2 separate regions of the Sus scrofa genome follow, and region 2 is linked to region 1. Evidence: chromatin contacts called from public HiChIP or PLAC-seq data. All regions are on one chromosome and are shown on one strand. Each heading gives the region's core, a stretch centred on a gene start, on an enhancer-like site or on the middle of the called end of the contact. The rest is flanking DNA. Distances are from core to core; before and after follow the strand shown. Region 1 holds the start of TWSG1 (twisted gastrulation protein homolog 1). Region 2 holds the start of MTCL1 (microtubule cross-linking factor 1).

Region 1 (7,882 bases), core at 2,344-4,843:
TCTTTCACTTTTTTAGGGTCACAACCAGTGCATATGGAGGTTCCCAGGGTAGGGGTCAAACCAGAGCCGGCCTACACCAGATGCACAGCAATGCAGGATCCCAGCTGTGTCTGCAAGCTGCACCACAGCTCACAGCAACACCAGATCCTTAACCCACTGAGCAAGGCCAGGGATTGAACCTGCATCCTCATGGATACTAGTCAGGTTCATTACTGCTGAGCCACAACAGGAACTCCAAAAGTTCTATCTTTAATAAGAGATAGACATTGGAATTATGATAAAATAATATCAGGGATTTGATGTGCTTGTAACTAAACAGAGCTGGAGTGGACAGTGGAGGGGAATACAGGTGAAACAAGGGGAGCCCTGAGTTAATGGTTGCTATAAGTGCTGATTGTTACTGCTGTTCACTACAGTCTTCTCTCTCTTCTATTTACGCTTAGAATCATCCACGGTAAAAAAATAAAAACAAAAACAAGAAACAACCAACTTCTCTAGTTAAATCTTTTTGTAAAATGCAAAGTGAGAGTACAGAGTATGAGATGGTGGTAACCACACTCACACAAAGGCCAGGATTCCCAGATTTTTAACTATCAGTGAGGACCAAAACATCATAAAGCAGCACAAAATGCCTCTCATCTATAGAAATCATGATCACTTCTAGTACATACACACAAATGCTTTCATGTCAGGATTACAGCCCAGAGCTAGCTGAGTCACACTTTATACACAATTCTAGTATGTGTGGCTACTGAATTTCTTAGCCAACAGCTAGAAGGGAGGCTAACAAATACAGACACACAAAAGACACAAGACTGCCAACAGTCTAAACAAGAGGAGAAAGGGGAGAACAGCTAGAAAAGACATGACGTTCACCACTAATTAACACAACTTTATGGACAATAATAACCAGTATGTGCGGTAAAAACGCCAAAGGCTTCAAGGGTCAAACAAAGGCCACGCTCCACCGCCACTTACTAGCTTCATGAACTAAGCCAATGACTTAAACTCGCTTTTCTCTTCACACAGGCTTGCCTTGACAGCTGAGAAATCACTGTCAAGTATCTTGGAAACAGAGTCTCCAATGACTGAAATCTTGAGAAACCCTGACCCAGAACCACCCAGCTCAGCTGCTCCCAGGCTCCCAACTCTCAGAAACTGTGTCAATAATAAATGTTTGCTGCATTAAGTTGCTCGGTTTGGAGTAGCTTGTTACACAGAACAGACAGCTGGTACATTATATTTGGGTAGTTTGTCTGTGATCTGACAAGCTAAATTTTTTTTCTAAATAGAGTGAGACTCTTTGCTACATAAAGTAGATTATACAAGGAAACCCTTTAATTCATCTGAACAGATGCTCATCACCTTGTAACGGCATGTTTACAAAGCTTAATATTATTTTCAGTACTGAACTTCCTGAGTCTGACCTTGCTTGTATGCAGAAGAATTCTGGGGACAAAACCCAGACCATTGTGTCATGGCTCAGCACCTCAGGCCCTGACCTACTATTCACCCTTACACTGTATTCTACAGACACTGTCTATCTGTATATATGCACTTTGTATCTGCTCTACAATATACCTGATTTGCTGTTGGTTGTGGTGGGTTTTTTGTTGTTGTTGTTGTTGTTGTTTTTGTCTTTTTAGGGCTGCGCCCATGACATATGGAAGTTACCAGGCTAGTGGTTTAATCAGAGCTGTAGTTTCCAGCCTACACCACAGCTCACAGCAACACCAGATCCTTAACCCACTGAGCGAGGCCAGGGATTGACTAGTCCTAGTGGATACTAGTCAGGTTCCTTATCGCTGAGCCACAGAGAGAACTCTGATATACTTTAATAGTAGTAAAAAAGTAGTTTTAGTCCTACCTGTATAAGGCATTTGCTCACATCACTAGCACAGAGTGCTTTGTTACAACTCAGGGACACAGGGACCCATGTCAGGAATACCAGGATGACCAGGGTAAGCATAACAACAGAGAGTGACTTCATGTTTCTTCAGAGACACTCAGTAACTCCCAGGAAGCTGAACAAACAAACAAAAAGAAAAAAAAAAACAACCTTTAATTCAAAGGCAAGGGTAAAACAAATAAACCAAGACCCATTGTTTGTTAAAAGGCAAAAGTGACTGTTTAAAAATTATTCTCAATGAAAGATGAAAGAATCAAAAAAAGCTACAATTTTATACAGTAATATCTTGTTAACCATCTTCAAAAATACAGGCTTCTGAAATTCCTCAGACTACTCAGAAATGGTGACTGAAAGTTAAAGTGAATGTGTGTGTGTATATGTACATGTTAAGCAAATAACTAGTTTCTTACCAAACTGCTACTATTCAGCTTTGATTTCAGGCCCATGATTCAACTTTAAGCCAGTAAAGACAATACTATTAATACTGTATTATAATTTTAAAACATTTTACAATATTTTAATTCTTAGAATTAAAACAAAATTTTAAAATCCAAATTATTCCAGTGTTTTATTACTCTCTCATTTTGCCTATTAATTAAGCCAGAGTAAAGCAGTTCAGTGGGAGTAGTGAATAAAAGAAGGAAGAGTAAACTTAACTGCATTAAGGACACTAATTTATTAAAATGTGAAGATATTCTTTTAATTCTAGTTATTGAAGAACATATTAAAGTCCAAAAAGAAAAAAAAAAAAAGACCAGCATAAATTCTGACAGTGGATAAACAACCCACGTGGTCATTACACTTTAAAGGAGAAGCTGTAACTTCTTGGGGTTTAAAGCGCACCCCCAAAATAGAATCAATTAAATAAATTACTGAAGTAGGACGGATAAAGGTGCTTTTGCGGGCCTTTATGGTTACTGTAAACCTTTATTCTAGTATCAGGGAGCACAGCCAGGCAAAGGCAACGAGAAGGGGAGGAGAACCCAGGGCTTTGTCCAGGACTCGGCTTCGCGAGGCGGGGAGCCCCCGGCCCCAGGACCGTTAGGCGCCCCCTTGGCTTCGCGTAACGCTGGGGGGCCGGGGGCCGCAAGCGAAGTCCAGTCTGCGGAGGAAGGCATTTCAGCATTTTCCAGAACCGTTCCCTTCCCACGGCCACTAAAAGGGGATTATTTTCCCCTCCCAAGGTCGTCTTCATCCCACTCCCCAAGTTCCCCGGAACAGGTATTCAAGGAAACGCGGCGCGGGCGCAGCAGGTAACGCAGCCTTCAAGGGGGAACAAAGCGCCGGCCCCGCATCCGCGAGCGGCGCTGACAGGAGGACGCCCGCCCCACGCCGTTCCCCGCGGACGCGGCCCAGGCCGCGCGGGCCCTTCCTTTCCTCCCGGCCCCCGCGGTCCGCGCGGCCTCCGAACCCCGAGCCCTGCGCCCGCCCGCCCGCTCACCGTGCGCCGCGGCGCCGCGAGGCCGCCTGGCCCTAGTCCCCGGCGTGTCGCCGCGGGCTGTGGAGGCAGGCAGGCCGCGCCTCCACGCCGTCCTCCGCGCAGCGCCCGCGAGCCTCGGCGCTGAGAGACGCAGACACCGGCCCGCCGCCGCCCCGCCTGTGCCCGGGCCCGCTTCCCTCTACCTCCTCCCTCCCTCTGCCGCCAGCTCCCGCCAGGAGGCGTCTCTCACTCCCCCCGGCGCTCCGGACTGCGCGGCCTGGCCCGCCCCTGCCTGGTCCGCCCCTGCCTGGTCCGCCACGCCCCGGCCCTACAGGCTCCGCCCCCACCAGCTCCTCCACGGCCCCGCCCCGCCGGTCCCGCCACGCTCCTCCCCGCCCGCGCGCCCTAAGGCCCCGTGGCCCCACCCCCGACTTTGGCCACGCTCTCACCCGCCCCGACAAGATGCCTCGCCACGCCCTCGACCCCCAGCCCCGTCCGCGGTTACTCCCACGACAGCCACACCCCGCCCCAGACACAGCTCCCCGGCGCCCAAGAGCGCTTTCCCGCCTCCTTCCACGCCCGCATCTCTTGCGCCTTTCAGCCGGCCTCGGCTCCTGCAGACCCTTCGGTCTAGCCCTCTTCGGATTCACTTTATCCTGGTCATAAGAGCTGGGTCCTCACAGGAACCCTGAGAAGGAGCTGGTCTTGGCTGGGTTATAGGGATGCCAGACTGAGGCACCCAGTCGGTACCCAGTACAGCTGACACCTGAACCCCTTCACGGAGGCAGGATTTATTAAAAGCTCAGACTTCTGGGAGCTGCCTCAGACCTCCGGAATAAGGATCTCCTAGAGTAGAGCTTTCGTCCAGCAGTTCACGTAGTGGGCGCCTGGCCCTGTGCTCAGCCCTGGAAGAGAGCAGGGGCGCGGGGGTGCTGACCCAGAAGGACACCGACCAGGGGACACCTGGGCAGGTGGCAGGAGAGGGCTGCTGGAGCATGTGTGACCGTGACTGACAGTTCGCATGTAGATAAAGGTGGTCGAGAATGGCCCTCTGTTCTTCCCCACAACCCTGGAAATTTGCTTTTTAAAGTTTCCAGAGAGATTCAGTTGGAGCCCACCGGGCTAAAATATCCAGAAGTACTTCCCTCTGGGAAATGCTGACTTAGAACTAAAGTCTTAAGCTGGTAGGATCTTAAGTGCCTACATCGCCCTTGCTTCATTGGAGGAAAACAGAAAGAATGGCAAGAGTTGACTGGCTGAGGGGGTGGATTGAATTATTGATGTTAGTCCGTTTTTGTACAGGAAGTAAATATACATTTTAAAAATCATCCCTGAAAATTATCTGAAAGAAATAATTGAATGAACACAAATTTATCTTTAAGGGTTTTATTCTTGGTATTGCTTACTGATTAAATGAATTATGATACCCCATGCAATGGGCTAAACCAGCTATTAAAAAATAATATGGTGGATCAGATGTTCTCAAATTTTTTAGTCTCAAGACCCCTTCACACTCGCTTATTAATCAGGGCTCCAAAGAGGTTTTGTTTACGTATGCCACATCTCAGAGTTTTGAAATTAAAACTGAGAAATTTAAGAAATATTTATTCATTATTTCATTTAAAAATAATAGACTCTGCTATATGGTAATATGAATACATAGTTTATGAAAAATAAGTATGTATATCCCAAAACAAAAAAAGTGACAAAAGTGATATTGTTTTACGTCAGTTTATTTAATGTCAAATAATAGAAGGCAACTGGATTTTCATTCAGACTGTTGCAATATTGTGTATTATGTACCCTCTAAAAAACTATACTGTGAGAGGAGAATGGAAAGGCAAATAATTTATTAGAATCAAAATGAGTAGTTTTGAGCACATGGAAAGATATTCCTAATATATCAACATCTTAAAGTAGTATATGTATTTTTCAAATGATTAATATTAAAAACTGTAGGCGTTCCCGTTGTGGCTCAGCAGTAACAAACCCAGCTAGTATCCATGAGGACACAGGTTCAATCCCTGGCCTTGCTCAATGGGTTAAAGATCCAGCATTGCCATGAGCTGTGGTATAGGTCGCAGACGTGGCTCTGATCTGGCACTGCTGTGGCTATAGCGTGGGCCAGCAGCTGTTCTGATCAAAACCCTAGCCTGGAAATTTCCATATGCTGAGCATGTGGCCCTAAAAAGACGAAAAGAAAGAAAGAAAATTAAAAACTGTGAATACTGTTATTTTAAAACGCCTGGAGAGAGAACCATGGGGTATAAAGTGTGGTTATCTCTTGTTGAGATTATGAGTGATTTTTTGTCATTGATGATTTTCTTTGCACGTGTCTGCATTTTCTTTTTTCTTTTTCTTTTTTCTTTTTACTGCCACACATGCAGCACACAGAAGTTCCTGGATAGGGGTTGAATCAGGACTGCAGCTGCCAGCCTATGTCACAGCCAGAGCACCAGAGCTGAGCTGAATCTTGTGGCAATGCCGGACGCTTAATGCACTGAGGCCAGTGACTGAACCCTCGTGCTTACCAACGTTATGTCAGGTTCTTAACCTTCTAAGCAACAGTGGGATCTCCCACCTGTTCTTATATATTTGCCTGTGATACTTTGGTAATAAGAAGAAAACACTTTTTTTATTTAAAGATCCTCTCTTTAGGGAGTTCCTGCCTTAGTGCAATAGCTTAAGAATCCAGCTCAGCAGAAAGGAATCTGACTAGGATCCTTGAGGATTCAGGTTCGATCCCTTGGCCTTGCTCAGTGGGTTAAGGCTCTGGCGTTGCCCTGAGCTGTGGTGTAGGTTGCAGATGAAGCTCAGATCTGGTGTTGCTATGGCTGTGGCGTAGGCCGGCAGCTACAGCTCCGATTGGATCCCTAGCCTGGGAACCTCCATATGCCATGGGTGCAGCCCTAAAAAACAAAACAAAACAAAAAAGAATCCAACCGCAGAAGCTTGGGTGGCTATGGAGATGTGGATTTGATACCTAGCCTGGCACAGTGGGTTAAAGGATCCGGTGTTTCCACAGAAGTGGTGCAGGTTGTAGCTACGGCTCAGATTAATCCCTGGCCCAGAAACCTCCATATGCCATGAGTGTGGCCATAAAACTTAAAAATAAAAAAGGTTAACAATAAAAAGATCCTCTTTAAAAAAATTATTGCAGTATAGTTGATTTATAATATTGTGTTAATTTTTGCTGCACAGAAAAGTGTACATACATATTATCATATATGTATTCTTTTTCATATCTTTGCCATTATGGTTTATCACAGAATATTTAATAGAGGTCCCTGTGCTATACATTAGGACCTTGTTGTTTCTCCATCCTATATAGAATAGTTTGCCCCTGCAAATCCCAAACTCTCAGCCTATCCCTCCTCCATCCCCCCCACCCTTGGCAACCACTAGTCTGTTCTCTATATAAAGATCCTCTTTGATATGCCCTAGAAGGTCAAATGCTGGCTGAGCCTCCCGGTGGACATTAAATGGTTTTGGATCTGTTTGGTAGTTTCAGAGCTGCGGGGGTGGTTTTAATGGATATTTTATTTTACCAGAAGCCTTTATGATCAGTGCAATAAAGCCTCTTTGTAAGAGCTGATGAAAGGTCAAATGTGACAGATTCACATAACCTACACAGGGATAGAGATGCATCAGTGGCTGACTCCCAGCCAACCACAGTGAAGAGGAAGTGACTTGTTTTCTGTTGCTGCTAACAAATTAGCATAGATTTACTGCTGTAAAACAACACAAATTTATTATCTTAGTGTTCTGGAGAATTGACTCCTGAGTCCTAAAATGAGGCTCGATCAGAAGAGCTGTGCTCTGCAGTTCCCTTGTGGCTCAGAGCGTTAAGGATCTAGTGTTGTCACTGCTGTTGTGAGGGTCCCATCCCTGGCCTAGGAACTTCCATATGCTGCAAGTGTGGCCAGAAGAAACAAACCAACCAACCCACAACAGAATAATCTCCCATCTCAAAATCTGCAATTTAATCACATCTCCAAAGTGTCTTTTCCCACGTAAAGCAGCATCCACAGGTTTTCCGGATTAGGATGTGGACATCTCTTTGGGCTGGGGGTAAGGTGAGTGTGTGAAGAGAGTTAGGGGAGGGGGCGTTATCCTGCTGTTGGATAACAAGGACTATTGCAGTGTGAACGTCTGGTCTAGAAGTTACTCTTGTAGGTGGTGGTTCTACACTCTCACCTCTGGGTCTCCCTCGCTGGTGCCAGTGAGTCCCAGAAGACAGGGGCGCAGGGGAGCCCTCCAGGCTGGTCTGGGCTTCTTGTCGCTGTTCCCTACAGGAGGCAAGATAGGGAGCCTGCCTGGAGGAGGCATCTAGCCTGGGACAGGAAAACTACTCTATGTCTCAGGGAACCAGCTACTGGGCAGGCTGGGGATTCTGGTTTGGAATCCACCGTCCTGTTGTTCACTCTTTCCACCCGAGTGACTCAGCTGAATGAGCTGATTTTTTACACACTTGAACTGAAGTGAGCCACAGTTTACCAGCCTCAGCCTGCTGCGAGGGAGGGACCATCAGGGAAGGAAGGCCCTGGGAGGAG
Region 2 (7,882 bases), core at 3,119-5,618, 500 kb after region 1:
GCAACGTTCCTTTAAAAAGCCATGGGTCAAGGACTCCCTTCTAGCTACCGGCTAAAAAAGTACCACTAGAAAAAAAAAAAAAGAAAGAAAAAATAAAAGTACTACTGAGAACAGAAGCAACAAAGAGAACTTTTGGCTTTTAACGTGCACGCTCTAAACCCCACGTGCAAAGGCAGGCCTTCAGCAAAAGTCACTGCCCCTGCCCCCCCAGATCACCAGTGCCCTCAACCCTGGATTCTGCACAAGCGGGCAGGCTCACTGACTCTTAGAGAGGTCTGCCAGGATTCTTGTCTTTCCCAAATCCAACTACAGTCACTGAAGCTTTTGAAGAGCCAAAAGTCACACATGTACTTGGTTTTTTTTTGCGGGGGGGGGGGGGTCTGCTTTTTAGGGCCGCACCTGTGGCATATGGAAGTTCCCAGGCTAGGGGCTGAATCCAAGCTGTAGCCCCCAGCCTACACCAAAGCCACACCAGATCTGAGCCGTGTCTGCGACCTACACACAGCTCACAGCAACGCTGATCCAGGCCAGGGATCAAACCTGCAACCTCATGGTTCCCAGTCGGATTCGTTTTCACTGCGCCACAACGGGAACTCCCACACATGTACTTGTGATCATTCTTTTTTTTTTTTTTTTTTTTTTTTTTGCTTTTTGCCTTTTCTTGGGCCGCTCCTGCGGCATATGGAGGTTCCCAGGCTAGGAGTCAAATCGCAGCTACAGCCGCTAGCCTACACCAGAACCACAGCAGTGCAGGATCTGAGCCGCATCCATAGCTCACGGCAACACCGGATCGTTAACCCACTGAGCAAGGGCAGGGATCAAACCTGCAACCTCATGGTTCCCAGTCAGATTCATTAACTACTGAGCCACCATGGGAACTACCCATTCTTTTGACTTCCTAGCCTTCACTTCGCTCTCCTGCTTCCAGAGGAAAGGCTAGGAGGTGGATCCAGGCGTGCTAAGCCCTAGGCCACGAGGCTTTCTCCACAGGAAATGGCAGCTGACATTTCCCACAAATTAAACACTGCCAGTGGGGTTTATGGGACTGTTTGTCCACAGACTGGTGGAGGGGTGTTCGTCGCGGCTCTTTCACCTAAAAAGAGGTCCCCTAGGAAAGCTAAACACTGGGAACATTTTGAGCTAATAAAACAACTCTAAGGCAAGCGTGGGCTCCGAGAAAAGCAGGCTTGATGGAAGCAGGGAGTCTGCCTGGGGCGGAGGGGGTGGGGGGGTGCACGCTGCAGGGCTTACTAGCTGGATGACCTTGGGCAAGTCATTACATCTTCTTGGTTCCCAGCATTCTTATCTGGAAAACTGGGGTTGTGGAAACTACAGCAACAATCAATCATCCCCTACATGGTTGTGAGATTCACCGAAATATCAAGTAACACCAGACGAGACTCCAGGCTCAGCCACTGTTTCCCTGACTGAGAAGATAACTACAGAAAAAAAGTAAAGCCATCGACCAGCAACCTAGGAATGGCCCCTGAAACATCAGACTGCCTACCTGAAGATCAAAGATGTAATGAGATACAGCTTTGCTTTAAAAAAATAAATAAAACACCTCAATTTTCTGTTGGTCGGCTGTCATGATCTGGGTAAGCATCATTCAATCAGAGAAGTGCCAAAAGTCAGAGGTTAGGCTAAGAGCTGAAGCTCCGTGGCTCAACAAGATGATCTTTCTCACCCTCGGGGAGCTTCTGACCATGCAGGATTTACAAAAGGGCTGATTTCACAATACACACACACAGCACAGTGGCCCTTTCTCTTCGACACCTTTGAATTTACTCTGTAGTCTATTACATAAGAGTCAGTGACAAAAGTAAATGTACTACTTGAAATATCTCACGCCAAGTCCCCATCTGCTCTCTTCCCATCTCTCTCCTTCGCTGCCTCTTTGATCAGGATAAGATAACTACTGGGCTCAGTGAGAGTAGTTTCTGTGGCCTGGGTTTAGGAATACTCGGCAGTTCACAGCTCTGATCCTAGTCTGAACTGCAGACTTCACCATCATGCCCCTTTAAAGCCCACCTCTTGGGAGTTCCCTGATGGCCTAGCAGGTTAAGGACCTGGTGTTGACCCAGGTGTGCCTCAGGCTCAATCTCTGGTCTCGGAAGCTCTGCCGAGGTGCATCCAAAAAAAAAAAAAAAAAACCCACATCTTTAGTCCCTTTGGCCCAATGGGCCTCCATCAGAGAGGGTCAGCATTTGCAGAGAAAACAAAAAGCCACTGAGGGAGGAGGTTCGGGAGGAGACAGCTATCTAGCCATAATAGAAATGGGGGTAGACATACACTATTAGCTAGTACCTAATCTGAGTATCACAGTAAATTAAAACAGCTGCTTTCAGCACTACCCTCACTTCCTAGTTACCAGGCTTGCCCCAACCTCCCCCCAACACTGTCCAAATCCTTCCTTCTGCAGCGCTGCCTTTTCCTGGGAGAAAAGATGGAGCCAGCCAGCCTTGTGCCCCAAAGCTAACAGGACCAAGAAGCCACTTAGAGCAGGCCCCAGGAAGCACGCAGATAGGACGCAGAGGCTGCGATTCCCTCGAAAGTGCCGGCGTGAGGAGGGAACCAAGTGGCCTCTTCTAACATGGAAAAACAGGCTGATGGACGCTCACAAAGGACTGGCCAGCACAACACCGTGGTCCCTCCGCCCAGGCCGTACTCTAGGGGCTTCTGAACCGTAGGTTACCCCTGAAAAGGGCGAGGCCTCGCTGTCTGTGCTGTGAGGTCTGAGGTCCCAGGGAAGACACGCAGGGGCCTGGCTTTCTGCAACTGCGGGAGAAGTGGCCTGCAGGTCTGCGGCCTGGGCCCCCCGCACCCTCCGGAACCCACAGTCAGCCCACCGGGCCGGGACCAAAGCTCTTCTGCCCGGGACAACCCGCTCCCACAGGTGAGGGTGGGGTGGGGAGGTCCACTGTGAATCCCAAAGGACTATAGCCGCCTCTCTAATCCACGCGGCCCATCAACGGGGCAAATAGACCAGAGGAAAGAAGCGAGACTTGTAGAAACAAGCTAAGTGGGTTGAGAAGCTGCCCGGACCCACGAGTCTCGCTGCTCCTTCCAGAAGTTTTGGCTCAAGTTCCCAAGACCTGGGGTGTGCAGGGACAGGAAAGTGAAAAGCAGTAGGAAAAAAAGCGCTTTAGGGACCCGGAAGGAGGCGAGCGTGAGTCCCCGCCCGCACCCGACCCCGGGGTCGCCTCCGGTACACCTGCGGCGGGCGAACTGCGCACCTTGAGATAGTCGTTCTCCGAGCGCAGCTCCTCCATCTCCCGCAGCAGCTCCTCCTCCTCCGCCGCCTGCACCAGCCGGGGCTGCTCGCCCTGGCCGCGCTCCTTGGGGGTCCCAGGGACCATTCGCTCCAGCGGCGCGCGCCCCCCGGCATCCTCCACAAGGACCCCACTCGGGCTGCTCCGTCCCGCAAGGCAGGCGCTGGCGGCGGTGGGCGCGGCGAGAAGGGCAGGGGGCTCCGGGCTGCCCGGCGGCGCCCCCCGAGCTGCGCGGCTTGTTGCGGGAGCTCCTCGCAGGGGTTCCCGGTCGCTGGAGCCTGTGCCGGACTCGGCGTCGCTGCTGGCGGCAGGGAGTAGGCGCTGCTCGTCTGACAGGGGGTCGGATGGGCAGTCGGAGAGGTCGGAGCTGCTGTCGGTGTGGCTGATGCGCGAGCCGGGGGCCGGCGAGCCGGCCACGGAGGTCACGGCGAGGATCACGGCCGGGACCGGGACGGCGGGGACCAGGGGCCCGGTGGTGCGGGCGGGAGCCGCCCCGGAGCCGCGTTTGGCTTTTCGGCTCTTGGCAGCGGCGGACGGCGGCTCGGCCCCGGGAGGCGGCTTCCCTACCCGGGGCAGCGGCTCGGCGGGCACCGCGCGCGCCGCCCTCCTGGGGCCCGGAGCGGCCTTGGCGCCGCCCGCTGCCCTGGCCCCGGCGCCCGGCGGCGGCTTGTCCTTCGCGCTAGGGGCGCCGCCGCTGCGCCGGGAGAGGCGGCCGGGCGCGGCCAAGGGCCCCGGCGAGGGCGGCGCCTTGCCCGCGAGGCTGGGCGAGCGCGGGGCGGCGGGCGCCGCGGCTCGGCCCGAAGAGGGGGCGACCGGGCTGGGGCCGCAGGCCGCCCGTGCAGGTCCTTGAGAAAGGGTCTGGCAGGCGAGGGCGCGCGGTGCAGCCGCCTCCGCTCGGCCAGCGGGTGGAGGTGGTGGTGGCGGTGGTGCTGGCTGGGCGGCTGCGGCTTAGCGTCTGGGGCGCCGCCGCCCGCGGGGCCGTTCAGCGTCTCCATGGCCGGGGCCCCGGCGGCGAGCAGCAGCTCGGGCGGCTGATGCTCCAGGCGGCGGCGGCGGCAGCGGCGTGCAGCCTCCCCGCGCGCCCGCTCATCACTGTCCGCCAGCCCCGCCCGGTCTGCGCCCGGCGCTCCCGCGCCGCCGCCGTCCCCCGCACCCGGGCCCCGAGGATCCCCACGGGCTCGCAGCCGCCGTCGCCTGGCTGTCTCCCCCGGCTGAGGTCACTGCCGCTCGCGTTCTCCCGGCGCGGCGGCGCGGCGGCTCCCTGCCGCTCGCATCCCCTGCGCGCGGCGCGCCGGGCTCGCACACCCTCTCCCGTCCGGCGGCGGCGCTGGCGGCGCGCTCCCAGCTCCTGCGCCCGGCTCCCCGCCCACGGCCGGCCGGCTCCCCGCAGCGCCGCCCGCTCGGGCCTGCGCCCCCCCTTCTCGCTCCGGCCCGCCGCCGGGTGCGCATGTTCCGCCTCCCGTCAGCCGGCGCCGCGGTGGGGGCGGGGTTGCGGCTCCAGCTCTCTCCGCCCCGGGACCCTCTTCCTTTCGGAGGCCCAAGGAGACAGTGCAGGACCCAGGGGAGGGAGGGGGAGGGGCTGAGGTAAAGTGGGGCCCGGGGGCGGGCACTGCCCTCTGGGGTGGGAATAGACCGCAAGGCTGGGCGGGCCCCTCGGCGGGGCGCGCCTTGGGGCGCCCGCGTTCGCTGGGTTGAACAAGGACCCTCATGGGCCTTGTTCCAGCCCTGCCTCCAGGGCCCCCTTAGTTTTGTCCTGCCGGCCTCTCCAGCTGTGCAGTGGTAGCCACACTCCTTTAAGGACTGCTGGTTCCCAGCGCAGCTGTCTGTCGCGTGCAAAGACTCACAGTGCTCCACAGTTGGCACCCCCAGTGGCCTCTGGAGCTCAGAGGAGGAGCTGCTGTCGGAATAGTGTAAGCTTAGGGTCAGAAAGGGAACTCACGTTTACAGCGTGGGCTGCGAGTCAGGCCCTCTTAGACACTCCCCAGGCCCGGTTTCATTTAATCAGCGTAACAAGTCCAACTCGGAATTACTACTGTCTTCTTTGAGGATGAGGATGTGGGTGAGGGAGGTGAAGACAGTGGTTGTAGCCCTGTGTGCTGGCGGCGTCACAGGCCCCATCCCCACACGCTGAGAAACCGGAGCTTGAATGCCCATCCTGCTGCCGGAGAGGCTATAATATGAGCCACGGGCTTTTCAAGCCTCTGTTCCCGCCCTGTATAATTAGAAAATACTTCCACCTGAGTTTTGTGCGGCCTCAGTAGTATGAGAAAACGCTATAAACTGTAAAGTGCTTTTCAATATCATTGAGTGCAGTTTTTGTCCCAGGTGTTGGAGTATAACAGGGAAGAACCTTTGTATAGTAATCACTAAAGAGAGGTTGTCTAAAAGCTTAAATTATACCTAATGGCCCATCCTGGGAACACTGCTTCCCAGGGGATGTGCTTTAAGCTAAAACACTGCAAAGGCACATCCTGACCAGGCCCACCTGTGAATGGCCTCGGGAAGGAAGAAGTTAACACATCCCCTCCTGAACCAGGACTCTACCCCTCCCCCCTTCGGTGTAAAAGAAGCCTGAATGCTCCTTGGGGAAGATTGTTCTTGGGGGCATTAGGCCACTGTCTTCTCGGTCTGCCAGTTTTCCCAGTAAAGTCGCTGTTCCCTGCCCCAATAACGAACGTCTTGTTTCATGGGCCTGCCGTGCTTAAGCATTATGAGCTTGGACCTCTTAACAGGATGGTGGGCAATACTCAGAGGAGAAGGGCCAGGCTGCCTTCTAGACTTGGCTTTGCTGGGAGGCAGAGGCAGGCTGTGCTTATAAGTTGCTGGAGTGGGCTCGGACCCTGAGCCCAGAAGGACAGACTGGTCTTTTGGGTCCATGCCCAGGACCTGCTAGGACAGAGGCTACAGGTGAGAGGACTCCAAATCCTGAGGGTAATTTGGACACTGTCCTAGAGGCTGGGGGAGCCTTTGGGGAATGCTAAGCAAGACTGATCTTTCCTGCTTAGAAAGATCCCTAAGAAGACGGAGCTGGTGACAGGGGGCAGTTAGTGGTTGGGGCCATACACAAAGATGAGAGCAGTGGTAGTAGTAGGGAAAAGGGGACAAACTTTTGAAGATAAAAGAAAAATAGAACCTATAAGGGGAAAAAAAATCTGAAAAAGAATATATATGTGTAACAGAATCCCTGTGCTGTATACCTGAAACCAACACAAGACTGTCAATCAATAAATATACACATTAAAATAAAATATAAAACATGGAAAAATAGACTCCAAATTCTGGGATCTTAACCTTAAATCACCTTACTTGCCCACCTCCTTCAAAAAATGCAGGATAAAGTCATCATTGACACAACATTTAATAAGACCACAGCCATTTCTCATGGGGTATTTGGAGGAAAATGGCATTGGTGGTGACAACCCTGCAGAAAGGCTGACAGGTGCCCTGCCCCCAGCCCCGTCCAGCCAGCTGCCCCTAGAGGGCGCTCGGACGCTCCTGTCCAGCAGCAGATTGATCAGAAAGCGGCGTTGTGCTGCCTGCAAACTCTAGGACCCTCTCCTCCACATACCTCCAGGGACCCAGACGTCTTCAACACGCTCACATTTTTCAAGAATTATGTCCAGAACAAGCTCCTCACACCACATATAATCATGCAAAAGACCAGCTCAAATGTTTCAGTAAGCTAGTCTCCCTACAATATTAGCCAAGTGACCATAACTTATAGGCAGCTTCCTTTCCCTCAGGTCAAAGTCAAAGCCAGTGCCCTGAATGATTAGCCCGGCAATTGTTTCCCGTGGCCCCAGGCAAGGAGGCGTTTGTTCAGCCCTGCTTTGTTCCTGGAAGTCTGTGAATTAATACACAGATAACTGCTTGCACCATAGATGTTTGTACAGTCACAGGTGAGTTTAAAATAATGTTTCGCTCTTGTTAAATCAAGTTAGTCTGGGAGGAGGGATAAATTGGGAGGTTGGGATTGGCATATACACACTCCTGTACACAGAATTGATAAGGACCTGACCACATAGCCCGGGGAAATCTATTCAGTACTCTGATAGCCTATACGAGTAAAGAACCTGAAAAACAATGGATGTAGAATATTTATTTATATTTATATTTATATTTATAAAACTGATTCACTTTGCTGTACACCTGAAACTAACACAACATTGTAAGTCAACTATATTTCAATAAAATTTGTTTTTAAAAAAATGATGGAAGTTCCCACTGTGGCACAACAGGATCAGCGGCATCATGGGAGTGCTGGGATGCAGGTTCGATTCCCCCACCTGGCATAGCGGGTTAAGGATCTGGTGTTGCCTCAGCTGTGCCTTAGGTCTCAACTTCGGCTTGGTTCTGATCCCTGGCCCAGGTACTCCATGTGCCTCAGGGCAACCAAAAGTGAAAAAACAAACAAACAAAAGACAGCTGAAAAAAAAAAATTGAATTAGTCTAAAGGCATTAGGGATTTACTATTTAAAGGAGACAAAGTGTTTTGTTCTGGAAAACAACAGACTGCTGTGGAGGGGGGTGCCTGTTTAGGTCTGGTTCCCTGCCCTTCCCTGCTTCTACTCTGCGCAGAAGGGGAGCAACCCACAAGGATTGGCTTGCTG

What was found. HiChIP or PLAC-seq counts read pairs in DNA pulled down with a chosen protein or histone mark.
Region 2: an H3K27ac HiChIP or PLAC-seq map of alveolar macrophages shows a contact between it and region 1. The contact joins the promoter of MTCL1 here to the promoter of TWSG1 in region 1. A contact is called at or near these places in 1 of 47 Hi-C or Micro-C datasets (embryonic fibroblasts) and 1 of 2 datasets of contacts at active chromatin or transcription factors (alveolar macrophages).

The regions. Positions count from the first base shown.
Region 1 is chr6:98,674,729-98,682,610 of Sscrofa11.1, forward strand. TWSG1 (twisted gastrulation protein homolog 1) reads right to left here and starts at 3,594. Exons shown (of 5, transcript XM_003127831.4): 1 at 3,351-3,594; 2 at 1,868-2,024. The coding sequence starts at 1,990.
Region 2 is chr6:99,174,202-99,182,083 of Sscrofa11.1, forward strand. It overlaps MTCL1 (microtubule cross-linking factor 1), which reads right to left and starts at 4,369. Exons shown (of 16, transcript XM_021096066.1): 1 at 4,093-4,369; 2 at 3,237-4,090. The coding sequence starts at 4,267.